2 separate regions of the Urocitellus parryii genome follow, and region 2 is linked to region 1. The links are chromatin contacts, called in public Hi-C maps. All regions are on one chromosome and are shown on one strand. The core of a region is the stretch at or near the end of the contact, and the rest is flanking DNA. Distances in the headings are between cores, read along the strand shown.

Evidence for each region. Hi-C and Micro-C count contacts between places; a contact is called where the count stands out from the background.
Region 2: a Hi-C map of liver shows a contact between it and region 1, with 9 times the contacts expected there. The contact joins the promoter of Cmtm5 here to the promoter of Cebpe in region 1. A contact is called at or near these places in 2 of 2 Hi-C or Micro-C datasets (liver and muscle).

The regions. Positions count from the first base shown.
Region 1 is chr6:36,254,580-36,261,009 of mUroPar1.hap1, reverse strand. It overlaps Cebpe (CCAAT enhancer binding protein epsilon), which reads left to right and starts at 2,949. Exons shown (of 2, transcript XM_026406053.2): 1 at 2,949-3,458; 2 at 4,082-4,441. The coding sequence starts at 2,949. The coding sequence ends at 4,417. All of the region lies in intron 2 of Rnf212b (ring finger protein 212B), which reads right to left.
Region 2 is chr6:36,471,758-36,478,187 of mUroPar1.hap1, reverse strand. It overlaps Cmtm5 (CKLF like MARVEL transmembrane domain containing 5), which reads right to left and starts at 2,856. Exons shown (of 5, transcript XM_026406060.1): 1 at 2,731-2,856; 2 at 1,647-1,799; 3 at 1,073-1,165; 4 at 799-883; 5 at 637-713. The coding sequence starts at 2,856. The coding sequence ends at 700. It overlaps Trnaa-cgc (transfer RNA alanine (anticodon CGC)), which reads left to right and starts at 4,092; the gene lies at 4,092-4,164. It overlaps Il25 (interleukin 25), which reads right to left. Exons shown (of 3, transcript XM_026406041.1): 3 at 4,367-4,622. The coding sequence ends at 4,367.

The DNA.
Region 1 (6,430 bases), core at 1,700-4,199:
ATCTTATTCAAAGTTTAATTAAACAACCCTATGAAGGAGGTGTTACTACTGCCATTTTACAACTCAGTAATTTGCCCAAGGTCATCAATAAGTGACAGAGGCTGATTTGAGCCCTTTCTAACACTCCATCACCATGCTCAGTCATCTCTCTCTGGAGAAGCCTTGGTTCACCAAAGACATGGTGCTTGAAGGAGATCAGTCACAGAGTGTGAGATGACACTCATTATTTTAGATAATCCAAACAGGTAGCAGATGCAGCAATGAAAAGAAAATTATCTTGCTGCCCTGAAAAGAAAATTTTCCACTCCTGAGCAAGAATCCCCGAGGGGCCCTTGATAGGCACTGCCCTCCCACCTCACTCCTATCCTATCCTGTCAGGAGCCCCCTCCCTGGCCCTGATGTCAGGAGCACAGCTGTCCCCGTTACTGGGCAACACTGATGGCAGTGTGCAGGTAACGTCAGCACCCACCAGGGAGGCCAGGGGCTAAGATCCCTTATCTCACCATGGCCCAAGCTTTGACTTTCTCATTTCCTGCAGGCTCTATTTGCACACACACACCACCCTACTTCCTCCAGCACCCACTTCACTGCTGCTGACGCTGACTTCTCCCTCCCTGTGGTGGCCCAAGGCGGGTGAAGGAGGTACTGAGTCACACAGCAACCTTTTCCCCATCCCTTTGGCCCCAGGCCATCTCACTTACAAGCCCAAGACCCTTTCTGAAATCAGTAAGGCATCCTCACATGACCTTGGGCAGCTCAGTCTTGTTTTCCTTCTTGATAAAGCAAGAATAAAAATACTGCTTGCCTTGCCTTCCTTCCTACTTAACAACAGCAAAATGGTCAGCATGGAAAAAGGGAATGTTTCAATCACCAAAAAAGCATAATTTGTCAGAAAATACAAGCCCTAACCATTAGTATTATTTCAAAGTCAGAGAGAGGGTAGAAATTTTCCTCCTTGAGACAAACACTGGCACCATTGCTCCCAGCAAGCCCTCATCCTGGTAACCTGACTGCGAGCCCCCCATCCCTGCCCCTTTTCCTCCTCTTCCCAATGTTGAACAGTCTTGGCCAGTGCCAGGGCTGAGAAAGGCTGCCCTCTGCAGTCCACCTGATTCCAAACAACCGCAGACTCCCAAATCCACAATTTTGTGCCAATATTGCCACCTAGTGGTCAATTCAGGCACTGCCACCAAATTGAAGTCACTTGGCTTTGGTACCTCTTTTGGCTGGCGTCCTTTGAAATGAAGAAAAATCTCCTATCTATTTTCTGAGATCTGTATCTAGGAGCATGCCAGGTCAGGACTTGATGATAAAGAATATCTGTCCATACTTCAAACTACACAAAAAAGCACCTGGGACAGGTGTGGAGTAGGGAGGATGGGAAGGAGGATGTTATCAAGACTTGGCAAATGTGACATGTAGCCCATCCATATGTGCCCTACTGTGGCACACTCATAGTGACCCAGCCTATAAAAACTTCTGCACTGCCCCCCACCAACCCCAAGACACTATAGCACTTGCTGGTAATAAAAGGGCCAGTAACATATTTCTTATGTGTCCTTTTCTTTTCACTGTACCTGGGCCCCTTTTGAAGATGAAGCTTCACAGGTGAAAGGAGGGCCATAGCAGGTGTCTCCAACATGCCAGAGTGGAGAGTTCCCAAAGGAAAGAGAAAAAGAAAGCTGGAGGACAGCACAATATCAAGAAATGCAAAGAGGGAGCTATGGGCTTCTCCTAAAGACTCTGAAACAGAGCCCCAGGAAGAGGTAATGACAAAAGAGAAGGCGTCTCAAGCCTCCAAGAGGAAGTGGACCCAAGAGACACATGCTGGAGGTCAGAAAACGGCCATGCAAAAGGAAAGACAGCAAACTGAGCTGCAGCGAGCTCCTGAGCTGGCAGCCCAGGGCACAGGAAGTCGGGGGCAGAGCCTCAGGCCCAAAGTGGGGGGCAAAATGCCAGCCTGAATCTTTGCAATGCAGGGCAGTTGGAAGAGAGATGTGCTGAAGCCACCCGAGGAGCATGTCTGTAAGTTCTGGGGGCAGTGGCCCCCCAGTCTTGGGGTGCAGGGCCCAAGTCCTGACCAGGCACCTCAGTTGTTCCCAGGCAGTCAGGGACTATGCCAGACTGCTAGAGGTAGTGAGAGCTGGAAACATGTTAGTGTTTGGGCTATTGCACAGACCCTATGCATAAACCTAGCAAATGACCACACTCTGCAACAGACCTCTGTGCATAGCTTGTTTCCAGGATCTATCACTACTTCCAATACCCCTCAAACAACACCTCCAGGCCAACACTCAGAAGAATGGTCTGGGAGGTGGGGCTACAAAAGGAACAACTGTCCCCCAGAGTAGGTGGAGCTCAGCTCTGGAGGGGGGACCAAGAGGAAGGCGTGTCAAAGGAGGAGTTCAGACCAAGCTGGGGGTCGGCACTGGAAGAGAGCTTTCTCTATTCACTCTGAACTGGCACCTCATTCTGCACAGTTGGGAAGGAGGAGGACGTTCAGAGTGAGGTGTGGATTTGGAATCCTCAGCAAGGATTTGGAATCCCTGGGCTCAAGGGAGTGGAGGTATTTCCAAAACCTCTGCTCCTGTGCATCTCCAGACCTGGCTTGGACCTCACCAAAGTGCTCCAGCTGTTAACTAGGTCAGGGGCCCCCCTTTCTCAAAGGCCTGCATCCCTCCCTCTGGGGTGTGCCCAGCCCCTCCCTAAGTCACCCCCGGGAGAGAGAGGGGGAAAAAAGGGAAGAGAAGAGAGGCATTGACTGCAGAGGAAGGAAAAGGAAGCAGAGCAGAGGAGAGAGGAGAGAAGCAGCACATGAGTGGGTGACAGAGTAGACCAGAGAGGGCAGATCTAGGGCAGGGGGAGATCGACAGAAGGCAAGCTAAGCATCCTAAGGGGTGCCCCAAGAGCAGGGCCCAGGGGCGGGGAGCCAAAGGGGCGGGCCGGCCATGTCCCACGGGACCTACTATGAGTGTGAGCCCCGGGGTGGCCATCAGCCACTTGAGTTCTCAGAGGGCCGAGCCGGGCCTGGGGAGCTGGGGGACATGTGTGAGCATGAGGCCTCCATCGACCTCTCTGCCTACATCGAGTCTGGGGAGGAACAACTACTCTCCGACCTCTTTGCCATGAAGCCAGCGCCTGAGACCCGAGGCCTTAAGGTCCCTGGAACTCCTGCCTTTCCCCACTACCTGCCGCCTGACCCGCGACCCTTCGCCTATCCCCCACATACCTTCGGCCCAGATAGGAAGGCGTTGGGACCTGGCATCTACAGCAGCCCAGGGAACTACGACCCCAGGGCTGTGGCCGTGAAGGAGGAGCCTCGGGGGCCAGAGGGTAGCCGAGGCATTAGTCGAGGCAGCTACAATCCCCTGCAGTACCAAGTGGCACACTGTGGGCAGACAGCCATGCACCTGCCCCCAACCCTGGCAGCACCCGGCCAGCCCCTGCGTGTCCTCAAGGTAAGAGCAACCAGTTTTCCCTGCTACCCAGGGGCTGCAGCAAGGCTATGTGGAGGGGGGAATTATGAGACCATTGCTTATGCTGAGTCTGTGTTTGGTGTTGCTCTGTGAAATGGACTCACCCAAGGTTCTTTGTGCTCACTACCAGACCATGAGCCCACTCTTTCCTTCTCTGTGAACTCACTCTCACCCTGAACTCCATTCTGTCCTGAAATCCCCGTGGCTGGCTGATCTTAGCTGATGTCAGACCCCTTGCCAGCTTCCCTGTTGCCCACCATGCCCCTCTTCTTGTTTCTCTGCCTCCCGCTTCTGAAGAGGAAATGCCTGTCGATTGTACAAGAGCCTCACCACAGATAAATGGAGGAAAAGTGTCCTTGGAGAGTGTGAGAGCATAAAAGGGATTTTTGGTGTGAGGGAGAGGACCCTTTGCATCTGGGTTACTTTCTTTCACCAAGGCAGGGCAATGACAGGTCTATCTTGAAAACAGGAGCTGGCTCAGAACCCTAGATTTCTTTGACGCCCCCAAGGGATCCCCCCAGCCCCGCTGCTGAGATTCCTACTTGTCTCCACTTGACCTCTTGGTCAGCCCTCATCACTCCATACCTTTGTGCCTTCCCCTCCAGGCCCCTCTGGCTGCTGCCGCGCCCCCCTGCAGTCCCCTTCTCAAGGCGCCCTCTCCAGCCGGCCCCTCGCACAAGGGCAAGAAAGCAGTGAATAAAGACAGCCTGGAGTATAGGCTGCGGCGGGAACGCAACAACATCGCAGTGCGCAAGAGCCGGGACAAGGCCAAGAGGCGGATTTTAGAGACACAACAGAAGGTGTTGGAGTACATGGCGGAAAATGAGCGCCTGCGCAGCCGTGTTGAGCAGCTCACCCAGGAGCTGGACACCCTTCGCAACCTCTTTCGCCAGATCCCTGAGGCTGCCAACCTCATCAAGGGTGTAGGGGGCTGCAGCTGAATCTGACTGGTGGACTGTGGGCACTAGACCCCTGGCTTGACCCTGGAGATCTTTACTCTGCTGGGACCCTAGACCTTCACAGACCAAATCCAAGACCATTGACAATGGCAGCTGATGGCTAAGGAAGGCAGGACCCATAATGATTCTGAATAAATTGCACTGTGATTTGCTGCTGGGGTTGTTCACTGGGCCTGGGCCTGGGCCTGTTTGTGTGTGTGTGTGTGTGTGTTGTGTGCACGCGTGTGCACATGTGTTTTCATGTGCATGCACATGTTTAGCACAGGGGACCCTGAGGCCAGGTAATGCCGTGTGCCTGGGTCTACATAAGTCTTGTCTCTTATAGCTCTCTCCCAACTACCACACAGCCAGATCATAGGTCTGTCACTTTGCTCTTCTCTCCCTTGAACTTGCTGTCCCTGCCCCTAGCTACCCCACTCTGTCCTTCTGCAAGCAGAAGGGAGGCTCCCCACACCATACACACACAACCTGGTGCAACTCTGGATACTTTGCTGACAGAGCCCTAGAATTGGTAGGGCAATTTCAGCACCATACAGTCTCTGTGCTAGCCTGCTCTCGCCTGAAGGTATAGTCTGAAAGCTCCTGCCCTAGGTGATCAAGGAAAATTCCTGATGGCTCTGCGATATTTATGGTCCTTTAGCTCTTGATCCAGCACTCTGTATCTTCTCTTCAGTTTGATAGCCTCACCATTGTCAATGGTGACATCCCTCACCACTGTTTCCACCTACCTACTTCCATCTTTATCCTTTACCGCTATTTTAGGGGCTCTGGTTCCCTAAAAGTGGAGAATCTAAGTGTTTGGGAGAGGAATCAGTTATCACCTGGGAAAGGCTCAACTGGGAGACTTGATTTGTATGTGAGCATTGATAATGAGGAGGAGGAGGACAGTGTGCCTGTGCCAGTAAACACCCACATTTAAAGCAGTTTCTTTTTCACAGAATTAAAGCCTTGGAGGCAGAAGAGTGCAGTAATTAAGAGCCTCAGTTTGCATCTCCCTCTGCTATTTACTGGTGGTGTGACATTGAACCATTTACTTCTCCTTTCTCTGCCTCAGCTTTTTCATCTGCAAAATGGGAGTAATTTTGGTGCCCATCTCATAGTCAGTACTGGGGATGGAACTAGGGGCACTCTACCACTAAGCTTCATCCCCAGTCCTTTTTATTTTTTTACTTTGAGACAGGGTCTCACTAAGTTGCTGAAGCTGGCCTTGAATCTGTGGTCCTCCTTCCTCAGCCTCCTCAGTAGCTAGGATTTCAGATGTGTACCTATAAAAAACAGGGACTGGCATATCATAAGCATGAATAGTTGTCATGATTCCACATTGCTATAACTGAAAGTTAACTGTAAAATTCTCATTTTACAGATAAGGAAACTGAGGCCTCGGAGAGGGGAAGGAAATTACCAAGAATCATGGGACTGTTTAGAGGCAGAATCTAATTTAGCTCCATAGTTGGGCACCATGGCACACATCTTAAGGCAGAAGGATTGAAAATACAAAGCCAGCCTCAGCAGTTAAACAAGGCCCTAAGCAATTTATCAAGACCCTGTCTCAAAATAAAAAATGAAAAGTTCTGGGGATGTGCCCACCTTCACTGAATATACTTGAGGGTAGTGACAAGTGCCAACTATTAAGACTCAGAGGTTAAGTTCCCTGGGTTCAATCCTTAGTACCAAAAAAGTAGCTTCATAAAAATCACAGAGTTGGGGCTGGGGTTGTGGCTCAGTGGTAGAGTACTTTCCTAGCACATGTGACACACTAGGTTCAATTCTCAGCCCCACATAAAAAAATAAATAAATAAAGATATCATGTTCATCTATAACAAACTATTTTTTAAAAAAATCACAGCAGTCTTTTTTGTTTGCTTAGTTTCATTTTTTTGGTTTGGTTTTACTTCTGGGGATTGAACCCAGGGGCACTCTACCATTGAACTACATCCTAGTCCTTTTTATGTTTTATTTTGAGACAGGTCCTTGCTAAGTTCCTGAAGCTGACCT
Region 2 (6,430 bases), core at 1,607-4,106, 220 kb before region 1:
AGCATTTTGTGAATTTCTTCTTATAAAGCCCCTGACTGCCCTCTTCCCTGCCGCCTGCCGGCCAGGTCCTCCCCAAACCACAAGGGGGAGCTCTACACAAGCCCGGGGCAAGCACCTCGGCTCAAGCCTACTGAGGTGAGCACACGTAGATAGGGGGTACTTCCTCACATCAGGACTCAGAACTCCAGGTGCCCAGTCACCAGGCACACAACAGAGTGGCCTTGAGCACAGCATTTCAGAAATCTCTCCCTCTGCTACCTCAGGCTGTGGGGCATTTTTTGCTTTGGTGAATGTCTTTAGCTTCTTCAGGCTGGCTCCCACCTCCTCACTGCTTGGACCTGGTCTCAGATAGGGATCATGGCCTGCTCCAGGCAACATTCCCATGAATACTACTTGGCATTCCTAATCTGCCTTAATTTCTGGGGAACAAGAAGACTCAATAGTAGGATTTGAATCTTTTAATTTGGGAGCCCAGTTTCCTTCCCTCCCCTCTTCCCCCTCCTCCTCTGGACAGAACCTCATCAGGAGCCAGGCTCAGGGCACCAGGCTCCACAGATACATCCCCACTGACTTCTTGGGCAGACGCCTCTGTAGACCTGGTGTGGGGGATGGTGGCCAGGGGGTCAATGAATCCAAAGGAGACATATCTGGGCTTCATGGTTCCCTGTGTCTGGGTGGGCTTGGGAGACAGCCCAGGAGTCACTGCTGAGTCCCTGTGAAGATGGAACCAGGCATGGAAGCCATGTCAGGCTGGGGCAGCTAGGGTGGGGATAGGGGCATCTCAGGGAGCAGACTCACCCTGGGTGGCTCTGGGTGCCATCTCAGTCCGGTAGATCTTCAAGGCATCGTAGGCAAAGACCGATACCAGGATGATACCAAACACCTGTGGGAGGAAGGTCAACATGGCACAGCAGAGGCTATTGAGCCATTGGACCAAGAGAGAGGGAGGTGGATGTACAGGGAGAGGGGTGAGCCAGATCCCAGGCATTGGCTTCCACTTTGGACACAAGAAGTGTCCAAGCATCAGCCAGAGGTCCTAAGGAACCAGAGTGCCCCACAGGACTGGACTCACGAAAGCAGCAATGGCAGCCCCTTCCCTGGAGGTCACAGCAGCAAAGGAGACCACGAGGAAGATGATGATGGCACTGACGCAGCGGAGGAAGTCCTGGGGAGCCAGGGATGTCAGAAGGCAGGGAGAAATCACCCAGAGGTTTCCCAGGCTAGTCAGCAGCCTGACCCTCGGGGACCCTGAATTTCTATATAGGGATGGCCCTGGACACTTTCAAGAGAGCTCACAATGCTATCCAGGGAATAAGAACAGAGTCCACAGCAGCCAAGGACTGGGCAGAGTCAGTCCAAGCCAGTGGCTGAGCTTCCCAGCCTGCAGGCCCAGGCAGGGCAGGGCTGAGGCTGGGCCTCTGGTGAGTGGGAGGGCAGACTTAAGGGATGTCTATCCTCCTTGTTCGCAGGGACCCTGTAGCTGTGAAATCTGTCTGGGTAAAAGCACAGTGTGGAATACAGGGCATAACCTGGGACAAAGCCCAGCTGGGGTGTGGAAGTGGAGGGGAACTGGGAGAAGAGAGGAAAATTCAGCAATTGGATAGAAGGATGGACCAAGATGGGGTGAGGGAGGCAGGGTTCCTCACCAGACAGGGCCAGTTAAGCTGGTCGAAGCGCTGGTAGTACTGGGTGGCGTAGAAGAAGAGGAAAGTGAGCGTGATGAGGAACTCCAGCAATGCCGCGGCCATATAGGCGGAGATGGAGGCCGTGAAGCAGATGAAGATGATGAAGGTCAGGGCCTGCAGGACCGAGTGTGGAGATCTAGCCAGGAAGGGGACACATGCACAGGCCTGACCTTGGCCTTTCCCTCCTCAGGAACCCCACAGGCTGGCACCCACCTCCCATCCTTGGAGAGGATAAGGAAGAGCTCTGGCATGTCTCCCGTTCCTGGTGTCGGGGACACCATTCCAGGCATTTGACCGTAGAGGGCCATCTCTAGCCCCAGGGACCCCAGTAACCCCAGCAGTTAGGCCAAGCTGCACAGCTCCAGGGAGTATGAGCCTATGGTGATCCTCTAGAGTGATGTCCCCCAGGAGTACACAGTAGGCCCCTGGAGTTGAGCCCACAAAGGCCCTGCACCTCAGGAGGTGGCCCCTGGCCCACAAGGCTCTTTCCACTCTCAGATGTCCTAAACTTCTCTAATGAGAACCAGAGCCTTTATTCCACACCAAAAGAGAAGGCTTAGAAGGCAGGTGCTCCCTAGATAAACAGGATGACAGAGAGGCAGAGGCCTTGCTAAGGAACTGGGGGAAGAGTCTTCCTGAAAATAGATGTTCATGGGCAGCAGCCAGCAGATAAAGCAGAGCTGTAGGAAATCTGCCCTTTTTGGTAGTTGGGTTTCTTAGGCATGCCAACAAGTGGTCACCCTGGAGGCTGGGAAAAGACAAGCCAGCTTTTTATCCCTGTCCTATCCCTATGTCCAATCCCTCCACGTCCCAGGAAGCTGCCCTTTTGTCTAACTTCAACCCATCCTGCTGCAACTGAAACCTGCTCCAAATGGAGAGGCAGCAAGAAAGCTGAGCAGGAGATGAAGAAGGTGCAGCTGGAGACGGGAGAAGCTCGAAAAGAGAATTGCTGGGCTGTGAACCTGGGAACCCAGCTCAGGGCTGGTGGGACAGGGAGCTGGGGATGGGGGAGACAGAAGCACCAGATTGGGGAGGCAGCTGTTACCAGCTCAGTTTCCAGTAGGATGCCTTTGAGAGAAGAGAAGAAGGTCTTGTCCACAGCGAAGCCCTGGAGCTCTGCAGCTGCCCCCTCCTCAGGGGGCCGGTCCCGGCGATTCCAAGCACTGAACATCTCCGTGGGGACCACTGGGCACTGCCCCACCCACCCACCCACACACTGCCACCAGCCCAGGAAGGGACCCAGAAACCTGGCAGGATGAGAAAGCAGACAGGAGCAAGAAGCCACTTGGATAAACCTGAAAGTGAAGCAGAGAGGTCTGCTGGGGGCCCAGGAAAAGGCAGCCGCTGGGGAGGCCTCCCAGATGGGCCTTCACCAGGCTGCCCAGAGAGCCTCTGCTGTTGCCTGCACCAGCCCCCTAGGAGGACGCTGGGAGGGCTGAGAGGCGTGGCCAACCCCTCCCCTTACTGGGAGCCCAACCCAGCCTGGAAAAGGGGAGAAGGAAGACAGAAGGAGATCAGAAAGAAACTACAGGAGCTGGGAGTAAGCATTAGACAGGGGCAAGAGTAAGACACCCCACAACACCTCTTTGACCTAAGCCTGAATAAGTTTATTTCCCCCTCCTATAACCTTAACCCTCTTCCTTGGCTGGTCCTTTCTCCCTTTTCCTTTTAAGGAGGGTGAGAGCTGGAGCCCAGCCCAAGCAGCACCCTCAGGACCAAGCTGCAGCAGAGGACAAAGGCAGATTGTTGGGGAGACAAGGGGGCGCTGTATGCCTGCTGCAGTGCCTCAATGGGCCTCTGTCTCTCCAGCATGGCAGGAGGAGGTCTGACCCTTCCCTGGTGTTCAGGGCTGGGTCAGGGAGCCAGAGAGTGAAAGGGATGGGAGAGTGCAACAGAAACTGCATGGCATGGAGAGCTGGCAGGGCGGGCAGTAGGTGAGGGCTGGTGGTAGGAAGGAGGAGGTGGTGGGCTGAGGGCCGTGGGATGTTCGGGCACCATGGATGCCAAAGACAAATTAGGTCATTTTTAAATACAGATATTTATTTGGATAAATCTCTCCACATTCAATAACAGCTTCCTCCTCAGAATGATCCATGTCAAAGGACTTGTAACTACACTAGGACATGTGCAAAGTAGATGATCACTGAGTGTTTGATGAATGAATGAATGAATGAACAAACAAATGAAATGAGGGGCAACAGGGCAAATATGAAGAAAGTTCCTGTGCTGGGCCAGGGCAGCTGGAGTTGGGAGGATAAGAAGAGTCAGGAGTGTGGCCTCCAGAAATGGGCAGAGCTTTGAAGGCCTTTTCTGAAAGGAAATGCCAGGACAATAGATTCCAGCAGCCACAAGCTGCAGTTGCTCCCTTCCAAAAGTGCTTCCAAAAAAGTGCTAAAGTGGAGGGCTGGGGATATAGCTCAGTTGGTAGACTGCTTGCCTCGCATGCACGAGGCCCTGGGTTCAATCCCCAGCACCTCCAAAAAAAAAAGTGCAAAAAAAAAAAAAGTGCCAAAGTGTGTGTTCTCCCCAAGGCCTCCGTCCTGTCCGAGGAGCTTGCTGATGCAGGTGGTGCTTCGGAGGGACCAAGCATGTGGGTATCTTGGCCTACCATGGCAAGATGGTTGTGCACCTGGCTGCAGTCTTACAGATAAGGGTCTGGCTTCAGGTAGTGGCAGGCATGACTAGGCCATCACACGGGGCCGTACACACACACAAGCCAAGGAGACGCGGTAGAGCCTACGCTCCAGGCAGTAGCCATGGTGGGTGCCCCTTTCACCATGGCATGGACGCCGGTAGAAGACGGTCTGGTTGTGGTAGAGCAGCTCCGAGTTGCCCAGGGGGTCCATGTGAGAGCCCGTCTGTAGGCTGACGCAGTGTGGACACAGGCAACGGGCGTGATACAGATCCTGAGGGAGCCGGTTCAAGTCTCTGTCCAACCTGTGGGGATGCAACTGGTCAGTCCCTGGAGAGATAGGCCAGAGCAGGGAGGGCCAGGTGGGATGGGGCTGCTAGAGGAAGGACATGGGGGCCTGACTTCTTGTCTCAGTTCTGGAACCCACATGCTGTGTAACTTTGAAGAAGTCATCACCCTGCTCTCTGGGATTTATCTTCCCTGACTGAAAGTGAATGTAGGGGACAAAAGAGTGGTTTTCCACCTGGTCCTATTCTGGAGCCCTTCAGGAGGCAGGGGACGGTAAGCAGGCTTCTGCCTCCGCCTCCACCAGACCAAGTTCTTCTTCCATATGATATCGAGCTGGGCTTTAGCGTGAGGTTTCTTAGGGTAATTATTACATTTTAGGTCTTTTAAAATTATAATTGTTAAGCCAGGCACAGTGTCGCACACCTGTAATCCCAGTGGCTCTGGAGATGGAGACAGGAGGATCTCGAGTTCAAAGCCAGCCTCAGCAAAAGCAAGTTGCTAAGCAACTCAGTAGAACCCTGTCTCTAAATAAAATATAAAATAGGGCTGGGGATGTGGCTCAGTGGTGGAGTGCCACTGAGTTCAATCCCTGGTGCCCAAAAACTAAAATAAAATTATAATTGTTTCAAAAGTAAAAACTACTCTGACAGCCAAGTATAAAATAATTTTTAAAAAGAAAGAAAAAGAAAAAGAAGACAATCTCTCTCTCTCTCCACCAGTTCTACTTCCTAGAAGGAGCTGTTTCCTATACCCACAAGACACTACCAAAGCATATATTATAAGCACACTTAACAGTGCAGGGAAAGACTTCTTTTCCTATTCTGAAAAGCTTTTGTGGCAAAAAAAAAAAAAAAAAAACCTTGAAAAACACAGAAAGAGTAGATACTCCAAAGGTTTGGATTCCAACAGTGGAGCAGGAAAACCTCCATCCCAGGTTGTAAGACTGTTTTCCATACAGAAAAACCCTGGAAGACTGGGGTCCACCTTCTATAGCATTTCCCAATGGGGTTCCCTAATAAACACCATTCAAGAAAAGGTTCTGAGGTCAAATGAGTTTGGGAAACATTGAATTTAATGGTTCCTTTTCTGCAGACTTCTTGCAGATTTTAGTGTGTAAGGGGCACTATAAATCTCAGGGTGTGGGGACTGGACTGCTGCACCCAAACTTACTTGACATTACTTTTCTGAAGAGCAGCTTGTAGAACAAGTGTTGTACATAACAGAATGGGCAAGGTTGACTAAGTGGTTATCAGGGAATCACGGCCTCCCAACCAGTGGTCTGAGCCCTAGTTCAGTCAGCCATCTGGCACCCAACCTCCCCCAACAGGCTTTACACCATCAGATTTGGCCCAGAACCAACTGACCTTCTGAGACCACTCAAAATTGTTGACTCCACCTGAGATGTAATCTCAGTTAAGATGGAGCAGGCCCCCTCCCTACCCCCACTAAACTTCATCCATTCCCAAAGTCACTAAAAGAGTCAGATGTATGGGGAGTGGAAACACAGAACCCCCAAAGACAAAAGAATTATGGTTGGGATCCCTAAGACCCTAATCTTTAATATGTTTTAAATCTTTGTCTCTATTGCAGTATTTCCTAACATTTTTCACATTATGGCACAAATAGAGAATTATAATATTTCTGTGGCACACGGAGTAAAAGAATAAGGTGACATTATCATGATCAAAGATAAACAGCCCAGGGTTCTAGATGCCAGGTTTACCCCAAGAATTGAGGTTTTTACAATCTTCATATACTTAAAACCCATTCATGATCCAGAGAAGTTACATTTGGTACTGGGATGCTTTGTGCATGTATCATACCA